2 separate regions of the Mus musculus genome follow, and region 1 is linked to region 2. The links are chromatin contacts, called in public HiChIP or PLAC-seq maps. All regions are on one chromosome and are shown on one strand. Each heading gives the region's core, a stretch centred on a gene start, on an enhancer-like site or on the middle of the called end of the contact. The rest is flanking DNA. Distances are from core to core; before and after follow the strand shown.

What was found. HiChIP or PLAC-seq counts read pairs in DNA pulled down with a chosen protein or histone mark.
Region 1: a FOXA1 HiChIP or PLAC-seq map of pancreatic cancer cells shows a contact between it and region 2. The contact joins the promoter of Phtf1os here to the enhancer-like site in region 2. A contact is called at or near these places in 6 of 39 promoter capture datasets (the 3T3-L1 cell line, the C10 cell line, embryonic stem cells and 3 more), 1 of 15 datasets of contacts at CTCF or cohesin (CD8 T cells), 3 of 484 Hi-C or Micro-C datasets (embryonic stem cells, granulocytes and myeloid progenitors), 6 of 115 datasets of contacts at active chromatin or transcription factors (CD8 T cells, the SCID.adh cell line, effector CD8 T cells and 3 more) and 3 of 9 other capture datasets (adipose tissue, liver and macrophages).

What each region holds. Positions count from the first base shown.
Region 1 is chr3:103,966,953-103,969,652 of GRCm38.p6, forward strand. It overlaps Phtf1os (putative homeodomain transcription factor 1, opposite strand), which reads right to left and starts at 1,364. Exons shown (of 1, transcript NR_030676.1): 1 at 1-1,364. Phtf1 (putative homeodomain transcription factor 1) reads left to right here and starts at 1,306. Exons shown (of 19, transcript NM_013629.2): 1 at 1,306-1,835; 2 at 2,103-2,178. The coding sequence starts at 2,134.
Region 2 is chr3:103,758,452-103,761,151 of GRCm38.p6, forward strand. It overlaps Hipk1 (homeodomain interacting protein kinase 1), which reads right to left. Exons shown (of 16, transcript NM_010432.2): 7 at 2,044-2,206; 8 at 84-309. Among named protein-coding and RNA genes, the nearest start is that of Gm15886, 12 kb to the right of the region's middle. Within about 2 kb of position 1,345, at least 54 of the 459 cell types and tissues checked have an H3K27ac peak or open chromatin away from gene starts, as enhancers often do. A contact at or near this core is called in pancreatic cancer cells, where this site is marked.

The DNA of each region.
Region 1 (2,700 bases), core at 114-2,613, 210 kb after region 2:
TGGATGGAGTATGGGAGACAAGAGAATCCCTTTCCTCATTAAGTTTTGTGTGAACTCTGTAGTTGAAGTGCCTGTCCTGACAGCATTTAGGTCTTAGAAGGGTCTCAGTATTTCATCAGTTCTCATAGATAGGAGGGGGTTAATTATCTCCACAACACTGGTGAGAAAACAGACTTGTTAAGTCAATTTCCTAAAATGACAGTTCATTACTGGGAGCTGGGGCCTGAATGTTTTTTGGGGGGTTCAAAGCTTGGCCTTACACAGCAGCATCCTAATAAAACACTGAAAATTTTTACCAGGGTTCCTGAAAAATAATTTGCAGCTGTACCACCAATTCTATTCCTCAAAGTACAGCCACAGCCCAGAAAACCTCTCGTGTGTTTGGCAATGAAGCCAAATGCTTTTGTTATTAGTGTTAAATTTAGGTCTTAACAGTAATTTTTTGAGGTCATTTACCAAAATGAGTTGGTTGTTGCCTTGAGCTCCACTGTCCAGCAGCACTGAAGGGGCTGTTAAGGCTCAACAGCTTTTTATTTAACCCTGAACAGTTAAGGGGTATACAGTGGGGATCACTGCCAATGGGTGAGGCAATTTTTAAAAATAATTCCTATGGGTGTTAACATTTTAGTCGTTTCACAGTATGGATAACTTTCATTTGATGCTGTTTTAATGGCTGGAGACTGCCTAAGTGGTAACTATTACCCATTTTTAGCCTTACATCAACTAAATGCTTAGTGCCTAGGGCAAGAAAGGACTTAGCTTTTAATAAGTTCAAGACAGTGGCCCCTGGAAACAAACCACTAAGGTGCACACAAATGTGTAGAGACAAGAACAGCTTAGAAACCCTGTGGGTATACATATTTATATTTACATTAGAGTGCAGTTGCCCTTTCTCTGGACCTCTCTTTAAATCACTATAAACAGCCATTTTCTCCGATTTGGGGGAAGTCCCAGTGCAGTCCGAGCCCTGTGCATCCCCTTAGTGTTGTGTGGGCAGCAGAAAGCCTTTGTCCCAGAGCTGCCGAGAGCCGAAGGAGGAACCACTGGGCCACAGGCAGCCTGTCCGCGTTCCAGGCCGCGCAAATTCACCAACATTTGTCCATCCAACAAGAACGGAGAACTCGAGCGAAGGCTCGTGCCCTGCACTAGTCTCGTCCCCCCAAAGGAGACAAGGACATGAAGTAAACACCACGCTAAATGCTACAGACCCGCACAGGAACCTCTGGAACATCGGGACCAGCCTCCCGGGGACCGACGGGTACTGGGAGGGTCGTTTCTGAGGTGACTTTCCGTTAAGCGTCGAGGGTTACACGCGAGGCGGCTGTCGGCTTCTTCCTCCGGGCAGCCAGAGCGGCGGGAAGGCGGCCGGGGGCGGAGCCGGAAGGCGGAAGCGGCCGATCGCATCGAGAGCTTGTGGAGCTGCGGCCCGTCCCTCACGGAGGACGCGCGCCGTTGCTCCGGCCCGGGGCCGTCTGCTGGCTTCCAGCCGGGCACCCAGCCCTTGCGGGTGCCGAGGTGGCTGGCGAAGGCACCCTTCCCGCTTCCTTCTGCTCATTCCCCAGTTGGCTCCTGGCTTCTCCCATGGCCTGTTCTGTGGCCGCCTAGGTCGGGCGTCTGTGGCTGCAGGCTGCGCTCCTCCCGGCGCAGGACGCTGGGCTGCCTCCGGGGCAGGGCTGGCCGCCGCGGTCTCCATGGTAACGGCCAGGCGGACGGCCGGGCCTCTGGGGGAAGATGCGGCCTGCCGGGCCCGCCGCCTCGCCCCCGGCCTCTCGGTCCGGCGGGGGTCACTGAGCAGCGGGGGCCCGGCCGGCAGCCTGCCTGGCAGCGGGCACCAGGTGAGCCGGCCGCGGGGAGGCAGAGGGCGCGGGAGGCCAGCTCGGGTACTTGCTGTCCCCGCATCCATTCTTGTGCTGGGTGGTGCAGAGGCTTCTCGGATGCTGTTTCGCCTATTTCCCCCTCCCCCCACCTCTTTCTGGCGAACACCCTGAGTAAGAGCAGCTAGCTAATGGAGAGACTGAGAGAAGCAGATTTTAAGCCATACCCCCAAACGGGACAATGACCTGAAACAACTGGACTTACCGAGATATTTCCTTCGTTTTCAGTGAGATCCCATTTCTCTGGCTGGAGACACAGATGGCCTCAAATGAGAGAGATGCTATATCATGGTATCAGAAGAAGGTAACAACAGTAGTTTTTGTTTGTAAACCATACTCCCTGCAAAAAACTCCCTTAAAGAATATTGTTAACTTTCCTTAAGTTTGGTAATATCACATGTTCTTATATAACATCTCAACATAATTATAAAAAATGATGTGCAAAGTCATTATAAACACAGTTTTAGGTTCTAGGAAGTGAGCTGTAAGTCACCTTTCTCAAGGCAGCATACACGAACTACTACAATGCTTTGCTTTTGCAAATTATCAGTCTTTTAATTTTTTTTTTTTTTTATAAAGACAAGAATGAAATCCTTATCTGCATGGCTCAGATTGTTACTATCGTCTGATTGAGCTGCTCCTTACCTTTTCTTCCTCTCTGATTCCCATTGATGCTTTCTTCAGGGAGTGGAATTTTAGGTGATCTTTAGTGTAAAATATTTGGAGGGTTGCTTTTTTCACTTTTTAGATTCAGCCTTTTTTTTTTTTTCTTTCTTTTTTTTTAAAACATCCCTGGGGAATATGAACTTAATATGTAAGAAACCCA
Region 2 (2,700 bases), core at 95-2,594:
AAGATCAGAACTGAACAACTAGATCTTCTAGAGCAGGTAAGTCCAATGTCTAATTCCACAGAGGGAAGAGTTTCTGTACTTACTCTGAAAAGCAGGTGGGCATACTATAAATGTTTGCTGGAATGGATCTGTCTGAGTGCAGATCTGGGTGGTTCCAGGTTGTAAGGAAACACCCTGCTGGGCAACTCCAGGAACTGGCGCTGCCGACGATGGGTACAAAGCCGATTGGTAGTTTAGCAGCGAGACATCTGAATTAGCCAGAGAAAGGGTAGCTGCTGCTGCAGTAGAGCTGGAAGCTAGAACACTGGCCTGAAACAGCAAGATCACACAGAGACGGTATTAGAAGATGGACGTACACAATATGCACATCTTCTTCATTGTTTTGTTTTTCCATACAGGGTTTGTCTGTGCACCCAAGGCTGATCTAGAACTCACTTTGTAGACAACGCTGGCCTTGAACTCACAGAGATCCCCCTGTCTTTTCCTTTCCAAGTGCTGGGACTAAAGGCATGTGCCATTACTCACACACCCTGCCCTCCTAGCTCTCAAATTTTTTTTTTAAAGAAAAACTTTTGAGGCTGACTCTCATGTAGTCCAGGCTGGCACCAAACTCCTTATCTATCCAAGAGTGACATTTGAACTTTTGATCCTCCCGTCTCATCATCTGGATATGGGACTTAAGGTGTACCACCATACTTGCTTTTGCAATGCAGAGGATATAATGTTGGGCCATGCATGCTAGCAAGCACTGTCATCTGAGCTATATCCCTAGTCTTAAAAAATAAAAACTAAAAACAAAAGGTTTGTTTACTTTGTTTTGTTTTTTAAAACAAGGTCTTCCTATGTAGTTCTAGAAGGCCTAGAATTCATTATGTTAGACAGGCTGGCTGAGACCTCAGAGACATGTCTACTTCTCTCTGCCTGAATAAGGTGTACAGCACTACATCCAGCTTTATAGCCTTTTATCTTTTTAAAGCATTTATTTGTTTATTGCACCATGTGCAAATGATGTCAAAGGACGACTTGAGGGAGGGTCAGAGCTCGCTTCTTACCATATGGGTTCTGGGAGTAACAGTCAGGGTGTGAGGCGTGGCAGCAAGCACCCTTCCTCATGATGGGGCCATCTTGTCAGCCCAGAACAAAACTTTAAAATGTAATACTAGTTATCTTTGAAATAACTCTCTAAGTTTTCCAGGGCTAGGGATACACAGCTCAGGAATACGGTAATACAGTGTTTGCCTAGATTCCATCTCCAGAACCAGAAATAAGCAAGCAGAGAGTGGTACTATGAAGGGAAGGTGAGTCAGCACATGAGGAGTGACACATGGTTACGCTGGTGCTGTCTGGGAAGTGATGACACAAAGCTCAGCTATGTCAGCAGCATGCTTCATAGGAGAGTCCACTGAAACTCATAAGCACTTACAGGTTTTTAAAAAGTACACCAAACTAAAAAACTGAGCTTACATTTTTAGAGAGACTTTTCTTATTAGCAAGCAAATATAATGCCACCTTTTTTAAAAGGTTTATTTATTTTATGTATATGAGTACATATAAAATCCTATTGCAAAAGAGTAAATTACTTGATCAAGCTTAGTAATCTAGCAGCAACAAGTAATTCAATATTCAGAGCCCATGTACACTAAGTCTTATAAGGACATGTATTTAAATACTGTCCGAATATGGCTGGCAGGTACATCTATTTGGTCGTTTATTATGTTTGCCAATTCTTTTCTTCATAACAGAGAAGACTGAGCCCGAAACTGGCCTGCATTATTATCACACATGCATGATACCTGTGAGTGTGGGCATGCGTGTTCTACAGTCTGAGGACAACTTTTGGAAATTAAGTTTTCTACCATGACTTTTCATGATCAAACTGAGGCCCCCAGGCTTGCACGGCAAGGACTTTTACCTGATGAGCCATCTTGCCCAGGCCCTCACACAGAAAATGCTAAAGAAGCAACAGAAATAGCAGCATAGGACTGGTCTCTCTTACTGCCTCTGCCCCACCTAGGCTCGAGTTCCCACAGTCCCTCACTGTACCTGATTGTGCACTGTGTTGAGCTGGTTGCTGAAGCTCATGGTTAGATTTGTGCTTGTATTTGGAGCGACATGTGTAGTGAAGGGACTCTTGATCTGACTCACTGTGTCATACATGTGAACCCTCCGCTTGCAGATCTCCATGTTCTGGAAACAGGACTTAACGCTGAAAAAGATTAGAAATACACTAAATGAATGCTGGAGTTAAAACAAAAAATTCAAAACAGACATGGAACAAAGTATTTGTTTCCAAATATTTTCAGAAAGAAGAACCAAGGGTTGTTCTAACAAGAAGAAAAATCGACACCTCTCTCTAAGCCCACAGCTTTTAGAAAGAAAAGCACCAGTGAGTCAATTTACCAGCAACAAAATGACTGCTGACCTGGCAGCGCCCTGGAAATAAGATGGCAACTCCACCGAGGCACAGCGGCACAGCCCGACCCCCATACTCACTGGCTGCTGTGTGGACACAGCGGCACACCCGACCCCATACTCACTGGCTGCTGTGTGGACACAGCGGCACAACCCGACCCCATACTCACTGGCTGCTGTGTGGACACAGTGGCACACCCGACTACCCCATACTCACTGGCTGCTGTGTGGACACAGCGGCACAGCCGACCCCATACTCACTGGCTGCTGTGTGGACACAGCGGCACA